Linked DNA regions of Mus musculus: region 2 is linked to region 1. The links are chromatin contacts, called in public HiChIP or PLAC-seq maps. All regions are on one chromosome and are shown on one strand. Each heading gives the region's core, a stretch centred on a gene start, on an enhancer-like site or on the middle of the called end of the contact. The rest is flanking DNA. Distances are from core to core; before and after follow the strand shown. Region 1 overlaps Ghr (growth hormone receptor). Region 2 overlaps Gm2093 (predicted gene 2093).

What was found. HiChIP or PLAC-seq counts read pairs in DNA pulled down with a chosen protein or histone mark.
Region 2: an H3K27ac HiChIP or PLAC-seq map of the NIH/3T3 cell line shows a contact between it and region 1, with 6 times the contacts expected there. The contact joins two enhancer-like sites. A contact is called at or near these places in 7 of 39 promoter capture datasets (the C10 cell line, HPC-7-derived erythroid cells, frontonasal cranial neural crest and 3 more), 1 of 15 datasets of contacts at CTCF or cohesin (the NIH/3T3 cell line), 10 of 115 datasets of contacts at active chromatin or transcription factors (the NIH/3T3 cell line, astrocytes, cardiomyocytes and 7 more) and 1 of 9 other capture datasets (adipose tissue).

Annotation. Positions count from the first base shown.
Region 1 is chr15:3,352,969-3,358,579 of GRCm38.p6, reverse strand. All of the region lies in intron 3 of Ghr (growth hormone receptor), which reads left to right. The region is part of intron 4 of Gm41254 (a long non-coding RNA gene); the gene reads right to left. Among named protein-coding and RNA genes, the nearest start is that of Ccdc152, 52 kb to the right of the region's middle. Within about 2 kb of position 2,084, at least 27 of the 459 cell types and tissues checked have an H3K27ac peak or open chromatin away from gene starts, as enhancers often do. A contact at or near this core is called in the NIH/3T3 cell line, where this site is marked.
Region 2 is chr15:3,998,879-4,005,045 of GRCm38.p6, reverse strand. All of the region lies in intron 2 of Gm2093 (predicted gene 2093), which reads right to left. Among named protein-coding and RNA genes, the nearest start is that of Gm2093, 5.9 kb to the right of the region's middle. Within about 2 kb of position 4,320, at least 11 of the 459 cell types and tissues checked have an H3K27ac peak or open chromatin away from gene starts, as enhancers often do. A contact at or near this core is called in the NIH/3T3 cell line, where this site is marked.

The sequences.
Region 1 (5,611 bases), core at 835-3,334:
GTGACTCCCTTTTAAATGTTCCTGCAACTCTGCTTCCAACAGAGAAGTCTTTAGGGAGGAAGGCATCTGGAGCATTAAAATGGAATAAAAATCTCAACTCTCTATCTTGGACCTTTGCACAAAAGTGTATAGCTGGCAACATCAGGGGAAATATGGAAGCCAAAGAGAATAAAATGGAAGTGTTTAAATAACAAACTGACAGTTTATTTTCTGTAGAGATGCTATTGTTTCTATATGGTGTGTCTCCAAAAATATTCATGTCAGAAACTTGGTCCCAGTGTGGCAGTATTATGAGGTGGTGGGACTTTAAGAGGCTGTGTTTAGAAAATGGTTCTTAGATTATTGGGAACCTTAGCTTTGGAAGAGATTAATATAGTTCTTAGCAAATCACAATTCATTCACAAGAAAGATATTCTTTAAAAACATGTGACACAAACTACTTAGTCCCTCTGACGTCCTATGTCACCATGAGATCTTTCTCACCACACTCCCAACCTTCCATTGCCCCTCACCAGAGATGAACTGAAGCCAAAACGCTTGATCTTGAGTCTCAGAACTGCAAAATAAATAAATAAATGTCTTTTCTTTATAAGTTCCTCAGCATCAGATAGTTCTTAATGGTAATGGAAAGTGGACTAATTCAGAAGACCGAGAGTCTAGGTCTCTTGCTTCATTTTACTTATTTATTTATAAATATGTTAAGCTGTCTCAAGTCATAAAAATCTGGATCCTATAGCCCATTAGTATCATAGTCATATAGCCAGTTTGCATGTTCACATGCTTAAAAATTCCTTACACATACATAGTACTCTATTTTGTTTATCATAGGCTATACACAAAAATAAATTCATAGGATTGGATATACCTCAGTGGTAGAGAGCTTTCTTAGCTTCTACTCAGGCCCTGAATTCAACACATATCACTATAATCTATATGCATATGTATATATACATATTTAAATTTTATATATAGCTGAATCAAATGATATTCTGAAAGGTGTTTAATATTTATTAGAGCAGAATGCTTCTTGAGATATACTTTAAACAAGTTTACTTATTTAGGGAGAGATAATTCTCATTTAGTGGTTTATAAAACAGGAATTTGAAGGCAGAGTCTATATCTTGTTTATCAACATGTTATTTTAAAGGTGTTGCAGTACACATCAAATTAGAAGTCCATCCATAATAAGAATAGAAGTTAATCTCTGTTTGAGTAGTCTTCAGAGCCTTTTCTGATTTGGAGGCTACCGTCCATTGGATTTGCTTGGAGCAACTGAGAGCTTGTTCTAAGGCTATGAAGAGCATGCCATCGGCTGCATTCTGATCAGTAAGACAACATTATCAGCTCATCTTTGATTTGAAATTTCTTTATATGAATCTTTTAAGCCACTTCTTTGTTACAAGACAGTTATAGCTGAGCTACATCTTTTCAGTCCATATACCCTTTAAATCAGCCAAGAAGAGCCTGAAAAACTTCTGCAATGCCAAGAGATGAGGGATTAATTTATGAACAGGCACTCTGAATCATGACCCTTCCACTCTTTGTGTGAAGTTCCTCCCATAGCATGTGACTCATGTACATGGGCTTAGTGACTCTGTATGAATCTGATACGCAGTATTAGAAATCCCTCTTAATTTCTTTCTATCCCTTAATGGATCACCTGACATAACCAACTGCGACACTAGATAATCTTTTGGGTCCCTATGGCTGAACGTGTAGATACTAATTTTACTTAATTTAACAAATATCTCTGTTGCCAGGATTCCCCACCAGCCTGCTAACATCTCTTTTTCAGCCCTTTGATTCTGGAGCATATCCTGCAACATGCTCCCTTAAACCTGCCCATTCCCTCTCCCTGACTGTTACTCTCCATTCTTGAAATATATAGCCTATTGCCACGCCTCCCCAGAAAGCAGCAACCTGAACAGCTCCAAGCTCTCCAAGCTGTAGTTGTCCACCACTAATAGTTTGTAAGGGCAACCTTGGTAAAGAAAGCTTATGAGAAAGCTCTGGCTTTGGCGTACATGTTTGAGAGCATCAAGAAATTAATCCCCTTTCATTAAACCCAAAGACTTAGTTTCATTTTGTTTCCAGTCTGCCTATCTATTGACGGTGTACCTAAATACCTATTTGCTGCCACCTAGTGTATTGAAATGTAGTGACATGTGATTTTTTTTTTTTTTTTGACATGTGAAATTTTAATTCATTGGATGCTGGAACATAACTTACTATTCAGAATGACTCTTCATTTTGATTTCTCATAAGCTTCCACTTTATTGCTGTGACCTAAAAATCATCATAATTTTCTGTCATACAGTCTAGGGGCTCAGGAGCAAGCCAAGCCCTGAAAATGGTACCCTTGGATATTAATTAGGCTTTGCAACTCTTGGGTACATAGTAAGCACAAAACAACAGAAACCATGATTTTTACTTCATAGAGGCAGTAGAACACACTCTCACTCTTTACCAACCACAGGATCATTGGAAGTTCGGTCCCTCTTTAGACAGCATCTTTTTCTGCTTGTGGTAAAATGGGATGGCAAGTCTGGCTAGCTTCAAGCTCTAAGAATCTATGACTCTAAATAAGCCAAAGCCATGTCCCAGAAGACAGCTCTGTGCTTGTATGAATGTCATTTCTATGAGAATATCTGACCTCTGGTTATAGATAGAAGTGAGCAGAGCTCCTGACTTGAATAGGAAGGACCAAATGGCAGGCAGTGATTTTATTCTTGAGAGCTGTCCCTGGACTGTTGTCCACCAATATATAGGCTAATCATATATATATCTCCAGCCTCCTGACCTCTTAAGGAAATTTAGAAGTGAGCTCCTGTAAATAACCTATTTCCCAAGCTAGCTTAGAATGTTGCATCCCCTTTATTTAAACAACACTACATAGTGTTTTCAGTATATGTTACAATGTTTCATTTGGGGTTCTTATGAGTCTTATTTTCTCCATCAGTCAGACGGGTTTTTTTCAGTCTGGGACATCTTCAGTTTCTCATTTCTGTGAAAAAAAAAATCTAGCACATCCTGAAGGCATTGCATATGTTTCTCATAATTATGATGTTTTCCCATTTATCTTACATACATGGAGTAAAAGGTTAAAAATAAGGTGTTTTCAGATTGTGTCCACAGCACTTAGTCTCTAGCCTTGGTCTCTACAGCTATCTAGCAGCTCATAGATGCTTATAACTCTTTGAACTTAATGCCAAGAATGAAAAATCCTACAGCATACCATATGGGGAGAAGAACTTTGAAGTGAGAAAATTGTGGTTTCATGTTCCAGCTTTACCATTTACTGCATCTGTGTTTTGTCAAGAAATTATCTGACCTCTCAGAAGCATCCCGTTAGCTATAAGTGAGGATCACAACACTAACACACAACATTTTATACACAGAAGTGTGTGTATGAAATAACAAAGCACATGCTAGGAGTATGGCATACAGTAGGAACCTAATCTCTTCTAGAATACTTTTACACAATGCTTAAGTAAATGTTCTGCTTATATCCAAAGTCAGGGGATGGGGGAAGACTGAAGAGATGACTCAGTTGACAAAACACTTGCCATGCAAGTGTGAGAACTCAATTCAGACTTCCAGAACCCATGGTGCAACAGCATGTATCTCCAATACTCCAGAGCTCATGGATCATCTCTTTTGGTATAGGCAATTATGAAGAACAAAGAAATGTGTCTCAAACAAGGAAGAAGGTGAGACCCAATAATGAAGCATGTCCTCTGATTTCCATACACATATACCATAAAATGTTCATACCTACAACACACACACACACACACACACACACACACAAATAGCATGCATGTACTTTACACAAAAAATATTTTTTCAATTACTCAAGTTAAAAGTAATCAGAATAGTTTTATAATTCTGTGATACATTTACATTCAGAAGCTATTGTCATCAAATGTGATTCTGTTGCCCAAGATGTAAATTCTAGGAATGTGGAGAGACATGGCCATCATGCAAAGAGTGCTCCTAGCATCTAGTAGGCAGAGGGTAGGAATGATGTTAAATATTTCAAATGCACAATAAGGCACTGGGAACATGGATTACCTAGTCTAAAATACCCAAAGTGCAGAGGTGTAAAAAGTTCTGTTGGATTCTAGATACTTAATATAGAAATTCTGAGTAGACAAATAGAAAAAAATGCTTCCATTTTGGTTAGCTATGAGGAGTTTCACCTTGCCAAGGGTTCATATTTTAATTATGAAATATTTTTAATTTTAATTTTAATTATGAAGACTAAGATCAAGTAAAGTTTTGCTGTTTTTCCTTGAAAGTCAATTCCCAGCTGTATCTAGACCTACTAAAGCACTAGAAATAGTGTGTAGCTCTCCTCAGTCCTGGTAGTAGTTATTTGCCAAAAACTAACCACAAGTCAAGTACTGTGTAACTCACATCTCAGTGACTATAAAGAATAAGGACAATAATTCTGCTAGCAAGTTGTACATTTGAGAATCAACCTCAAATCCCACTAGTTTCCAAGCTCATCTTTCCATGGTTATATTAATGATGTGATCCATGGGCATTTGTAACTCTCTGCCAAAGCTTACCATAGCTCTTCTCTCTGGACTCACACGGAGATGAAGCCTGAGAGTCAACCTTGCTCCCAGGATCTGCTTCCAAGAATTTTACACTAACTTCCGTGACTCAGCAACTTACACAGTTGGACTCTTAGCTGAACTCTTGTAGTGTATTAGAAAGTACAATGGGAGAAGTCCTGGAAGACAGCTGTGAGCTCACATGTTCACTCCATGCCAGTGGAAGTCAAGACCTGATCTATTTGAGAGACACCAAACCAATCATGGACAGCAGAGAGTCATGCTGACCATGTTGCCATCCTCTGAGAGCTACAGAAGCAGTTTTGCATCTTTATTACATGGAATTGTGCCCCCCACACCCCGCTTCCCCAGGATTCAGTACATGCTGCTTCACTTTGATAATGCAATCCCTATTTGGCATGTTTCCCCCCAAGACTCAGTATCTGAAGGGCCTTTCAGTATAAACACTTGAGAAACTCATTGTTGTGCTATAGAAGCTCATTGTTCTATTCAGTGATCCTCAACATATCACAGTCACCTAGAGCATTTCAACAATGCTCAGGCATCACTGAAATCTAATTAAATTAGTCCTCCAAGGTATTGTTTTTAATATCCCAAGTGATCATAACATGCTGCCAGAACTTAGACCCACTAGTCCAATTGGAAAGAGTTAGCACATAAGTACCCAATCCACGGATCTCAGTCTTTTTTCTTTTCTTTTCTTTTCTCTTCTTTTCTTTTCTTTTCTTTTCTTTTCTTTTCTTTTCTTTTCTTTTCTTTTCTTTTCTTTTCTTTTCTTTCCTTTCCTTTTCTTTTCTCTTCTCTTCTCTTCTCTTCTCTTCTTTTCTTTTCTTTTCTTTTGAGATTATAATATGGCTACAAAATTTCTCCCTTCCATTTCCCACCCCCGCCAAACCCTCCCATATGCCCCTCTTCACTCTCCTTCAAATTCATGACCTCATTTTTCATTAATCATTATTGCATGTATATATGTATTTATACATATATGCATATACATACACACACGTACATTTCTAAATATAGCCTGT
Region 2 (6,167 bases), core at 3,071-5,570, 640 kb before region 1:
CCAGGAGACACCATGAGAAAACATCTGAAGCCCAAAGAGCCAGATCAATACTAAAATACAAGTATCACAGGGATATTGGCTGAGAGGTAGCCAGATTAGTTTAGGGGATTAAAATAGACCAGTACTCTTAGTTGTAGCCTTAAAGCTTAATAGATAGATAGATAAATAAATAAATAAATAAATAATCCAGTATCAATTATTTGGGAGCTAGCTGGGCTAAGAGAAAAACCTATAACATTCATTTTAAAACAATACTAACATGCCACTTTACTAAATCAACATAATCATTAATTATATCCTAAATATCTAAACTTATGTCCACAGATAAGTAGAGTCCTCATCCTTCATCAAGAAAGCTTCTCTTTGCAACAGACAGACGTCACTACACCCAGTTCCAATTGATGTATTTACAACACTTGAGGCTCAGGGGTCACTGTGGAACTCAGGATGGAAAGATTGTAAGAGCCAGAGATGGGGGGGTGGGGGGGCGGGGCGTGGAGACACTGGAGAGATGGCTCAGTGGTGAAGAGCAGTGACTGCTCTTTCAGCAGTCCTGAGTTCAATTTTCAGCAACCACATGGTGGCTCACAACCACTGGTAATGATATCTTATGCCCTCTTCTGGTGTGGCTGAAGACAGCTACAATGTACTCATATAAATAATATATAAATACAACTTTAAAAAGAGCCAGAGATGGGGTTTGCTATAAGATTGTATCTAGAAATGTCAGAAGCTACACTCGTACAGTCTCACCAGCAAGACTGCCTAACCATGAGCTAAGGAGGATGACACCAACAGCCATAATAATTCGGATGTGGGAAAGCTCACAAGGCCCCACCCTACGCAAAGAGCTACAGGTGAATGAGGAGTGCTAAGAGTGACAGAAATGGTCTCCCAAGTGGTCAGACCTAAAGGCATATACACACAAGTCATCAAGCAGACTGAGCAGGTTGTGTCTGTGTTTAGAAATGTGCATGCACATACACACAACAGTTAAAACGAAGGCTGTAAATTTGGAAGACAGCAATATGAGAGACTTTGGAAGGAGGAAAGGGAAGGGAAAAAGGATTTGACTATATTATAATCTCAAAAAATAAAAGAAATAATGAAAAAGAGCCAGGCAGTAATAGCATATGCCTTTAATTCCAGCACTCAGCAGACGGAGGCAGGCAGAGTTTGACCGAGTTGGGTCTAAAAGAGTGAGTTCTAGGACAACAGGGCTACACGGAAAAACTCTGTGTAAATCAAACCAAACCAAACCAAACAAAACCAAACAAACAAAACAAAAGAGAGGAAGAAAAGAAGAAAGGAAAGAAGGAAGGAAGGAAGGAAGGAAGGAAGGAAGGAAGGAAGGAAGGAAGGAAAGAAGGAAGGAAAGAAGGAAAGAAGGAAAGAAGGAAAGAAGGAAAGAAGAAGGGAAAAAGAAAAATATGTCTGAGTGTTTTGCCTTCATATATATGTGTGCAATTATATATATTATATATACACATATACATATACATGTACTGTATGTATATATGCATGCACTGTGCAAATACCTGGTGTCTTAGTTAGGTGTTTTCATTGCTGTGAAGAGACACCATGACCATGGCAACTTCTAAAGGAAAAACATTTAACTTGGGTTGGCCTGCAGTCTTAGAGGTTTAGTCCATTGTTATCCTGGTAGGAAGTATGCAGGTAGACTTGGTGCTGGAGGACACAAGAGTTCTACAGCTTGGTCCACAGGCAGCAGAAGGAGACTGTGTTATACTGTATACTATACTAGGTGTAGTTGAGCCCAAAGACCTCAAAACCCATCTCCCACAGTGACAAACTTCTTCCAAAAAGGCCACACCTACTCCAACAAGGCCATAATTCATAAAAGTGTCATTCCCTATGGGCAAGCATTCAAACACACAAATTTATGGTGGCCATGCCTATTGAGAGTATCATCTGCTGCTTGTGGATGCCTGAAGAGTACATTGGATCTCCTAGAACTGGCAGTATTGATGCTTGTGAGGTAACATGTGGATGCTAGGAACTGAAATCCAGTTATCATTGTAAAAAAAAGTATATACAATGTATATATAATATATATTATATATATACATATACATATATAACACATATATATGTGTGTGTATGTATTTTGTCTGCATACTTGTATATGTACCCAGTGAGAATCTATAGTTAGGGCTTTTGCAATATATACATGATATTTGTACCCTGTATCTTGTTTTGTGCTTTTTTATCACAAGTTAGCATTTACTTTGGAAAGATCTAAAAAAAATAAATAAATAAAACAAAACAAACAAACAAAAAAAACTGTGGTTCTACTTATTGCTAAAGGAAAGGGTTATTTATAAGTTAAGAGACTTTTGGTGTTCAGCAAATTTAAAAGAGTGCTGATGTCAAGCCTTAAATAGTTGAAATTTAACCAGAGATGACTAACTCAGCTCAGCAGAGCCAAAGGAGGTGCAACATGGTCTTCAGGGACTACGAGAAAAGATGGCATGGGAGAGATAATGGAAATGAAGATGCTGTCTGCAGATTTTTTATATTTAGAAGTTCATATAAACTCTGCACTGAATAACAATCATGAAGTTTCTATATTGGCCCATACCACTAAGTAAGGAAAGAATAAAATAAAGTAAAAGAGAAAAAGACTAACCAGTGGTTATAAACACCTTGCATTGACTCTTAATGACATTTATGGGGAGTAAACAGATAAAACATAGGTGCAATCAAAGAATCTAATGAATATTTCACTCAAGTATCTATTTTAACAAGGAACTATTCTTTTATTCAAATGTTAATTAAAGGTGACTGTTATATTCTGAGCAGGTTCTCATGTATAAAGTCCATTGCTAGAAAAGGCATCATCTGATCATGTTCATTATCTTACATCTTTTGTAAGGCTACTATGATGAGAATAGTGGAACTAAGAGCTAACTACAGATGTAGAAATAACCTATAGACCTACAGCTTTTCCTTTGTCTTTGGGCTACATTGCCAGCCATATCTTTAAGGAGCTTGGAAGGAAGGCAATTTTTAAGGAAAATAACTTTTCTAAGTCAAAGGTTTATATTTTTCAAAAGTTACTCTCTGAACAACCATTTATATGATTTTAGGTTTTATTGGGTTTTAAACTGCTGATGAAGGCATCTGGTGTAACCCTGATTTATTATTATCTCTATCTCAGCCATTAAAATGTTTCCTTGTGAACTTTTCCTCTTCGTCAATCAATAGACATATCTCTCTTTTCTGCCCTTTACATCTGACCCTTACAGCTATTGCTATGGAGACCACCCTCTCTCATCTCAACTTATAGCTTATATTTAACAATCTGTTAGCTTCTCAGAATACTACACAACTCTGTACTCTGTCAAGTGGCACTATATCTCCTTGTCATCTAGATAGTTAGGGATATTTTCTGTCTAGTGGTCAACTGAACTGAGAGGACCATAAAAATGATGTCCTGGTAGGACAGCAGGCCCAATCTCATCTCAGATCACCAATTTCAGTAGTGTGTTTTATCTTCTGTTCTCTGAAGCCATCATTGACTGCTGATCTAACCTACATTCTTGCCTAGTTTTACTTCATAATACTTACCTATTTGCTTTCTAGGCTTCTGCTAAACTCAGTCACAGGTTTACCTTAAATATATCCTTCACTTCTCTGTGTCGTTTTGCTGACTTCAATCTCTCCAACAAGCAAGTTCCTCTTAATGCTTCACTTCTATCTTTACCTGTCAAAACCTATTCTAAATGATGCTTTATACCAGGAGAGTGTTAACATTTTGTCGTTTTTTGTTTTGTTTTGTTTTTTGGTTTTTGGTTTTTTTTTTTTTTTAATAGCTGTAGATTCACTTGTGTTTGGAAGAAATCGTAGAAAAATTTCACTACATTCATTGCCAGACAAAGAAGGATCTTGGAAAACTACATTATTATAGTTTAACAAGGAAACTGACTAGGACAATCCAGAGACATTTAGAAGATTTTTGTCAACTTTATGTGATGTCAGTTTGCGTGCATATTTGGTTCTATGAAATTTGATCAAGTAGTCGTGTGTCTGTTACCACAGTGAAACAATAATAATAACAGGAAAGCCACAGCACTTGCTGTTGTTGTATTGTTACCACACTCACATGCTTCCCTCTTCACGCCCTCCTGTATCCCTAAGTTTGATGACCATGAAAATGTTTCCCCTTCCTCTGGCATTTCATCACTTTAAGAACAGTAAATGAACTCATATATAGTTTTTAGTCTTTTTTTTTTCTCTCTTACTCAACATTCCCTTGAGATTCATTCAAGTTATAGCAAGTACTGAGTCACTTCTTTTTATTGCTAAACCCATGGCATGGAGGTTCGTGATGAAATCTTTAGATGTGCTTGTGGGTACAAGCAGAACTGATTGTGGGTCTAAAGAAGCACTGCTGCCTCCAGGCAGAGAAAAGGTCTTAACTTCCACAGACTCTATCTCTTCAGCTAACTCTTTCAACAGCAGAAGTTTCCACTCATGGCATACAACAAGAAAAGATATATTCCAATGGATTATGTCTAAGATCAACCAGGAGTTAAATACCATTTACTCATTCTTATATAATATCACTACATATTGGGAAATCACTAACACCTTACATAGATCCATTAATTTAGCCCCCACAACAACTCGATGAATAGTTATCATGACCCTCATTCAATAAATGAACAACTTAAGGACTAGAGATTTTAGTTTGCTTTCTGGTTATCATACAGTGAAAGAGCAGAGATAGCATATGGACTCAGGTTCGTATAAATTGAATCCCCCTACCCTTGGTCCACTAGGATGATATAAAGGGTCAATTTCATTGTGTTGAAATTAAGGTTCCATAGACAATTAACATCATGGCTAAGTTATGGCTTACACACACATTTTGGGGGCCATCCTGTGGTTAAGAGGGAGGCATGTGTTCTCAATGTAATCTCTACATGTGTTCTAAGGCCTCACCTTCCTGTCAGCTCTCCTCTATTCTTACCTTTTGTCTGGATTTCTTTCACTCTTCCAAGGTGCTAAGCTCTTTCCCAACTCAAGACCATGCCAACTTCTGTTCCATGCCAATCACAGATTTCTTGCCTGTCAGCTCTTGGCTGACTTGTACAAGCATATCTGGGCCCTTTCAATTTTTACTTTTATCAGCAGATATGATATTAAATTTTGATTGTAGGGGGAATTAAAAAGGCAATACAGGAGGTAAAAGGTCTTTCCTAATATGAGTACACTTTCTTGGCAGACTTCTGAAAAATGGGTAGCTTGCTGGTACCAGGCTCCTACCATGGATAACCAGAGTTCTCTGGGTTATAAATTGTTATAAAAACAACTGCCAGTTTGTTCTAACAATCACTCTGGAAATTTTATACTAGTGAGCATGCTGTGAGATACTTCTCCATGAACAGATTTCTCTAAAACTCTGGAGTCTGGTTCTCAACCTGTAGGTTACAAACTCTCAGAGACCAAATGACCCTTTCACAGAAGTCACATATCAGATATCTATATTAATAACAGCAGCAAAATCACAATTATGCAGCAGCAATAAAATTTTATGGTAAATGGTCACTGTTGTGGGTAGCCCTGGGGTTGTTTGTATTTTGATGCTAATTCACTCTCCTGGGAGGGGTTGTGAAAGAGGAATGAGTCACATACTCATGTGACTTCTTGTGAACCATCCCCTAATGAATAATGGAGCCAATCACTGGGCGAGTAGGCAGGACTTCCTGGTTAAACAGAGGAAGACTGGAAGCAGGGGAGAGTTAGGCCTTTTGCAGGAGGAGCCAGAGGACAAGATGTAGCTACTAGTGTCTCCCGGTTTATATGGAGGATCAGACAGGATTCACCACTAGAGGATTTAGATTTAATAAGGCTTATAAGGTTAGGATTTTAGTTGTTGCTCCCAACGATTGAGTTACCGTTGTTTCTGAATTAAGTTTGTGTTTTGTTTTGGTTTTTTTTTTCCCCCATGTGGTGGCTCGTCTGAGTTTAAGAGCGAAAGGTACAGTGGCAAAGAGTAGGTTTGCCAGATGTGCATCACAAAGGCCATGGAGGTTTTGAAGCATAGGGCTGGTATGGTAGTGACCCACCAGCAGGAACTGGGTGGAGCTGTGGAGAGATTTTGGAGCTCTGAGTTAGAGAGTCTCCACAAGATAAGAACT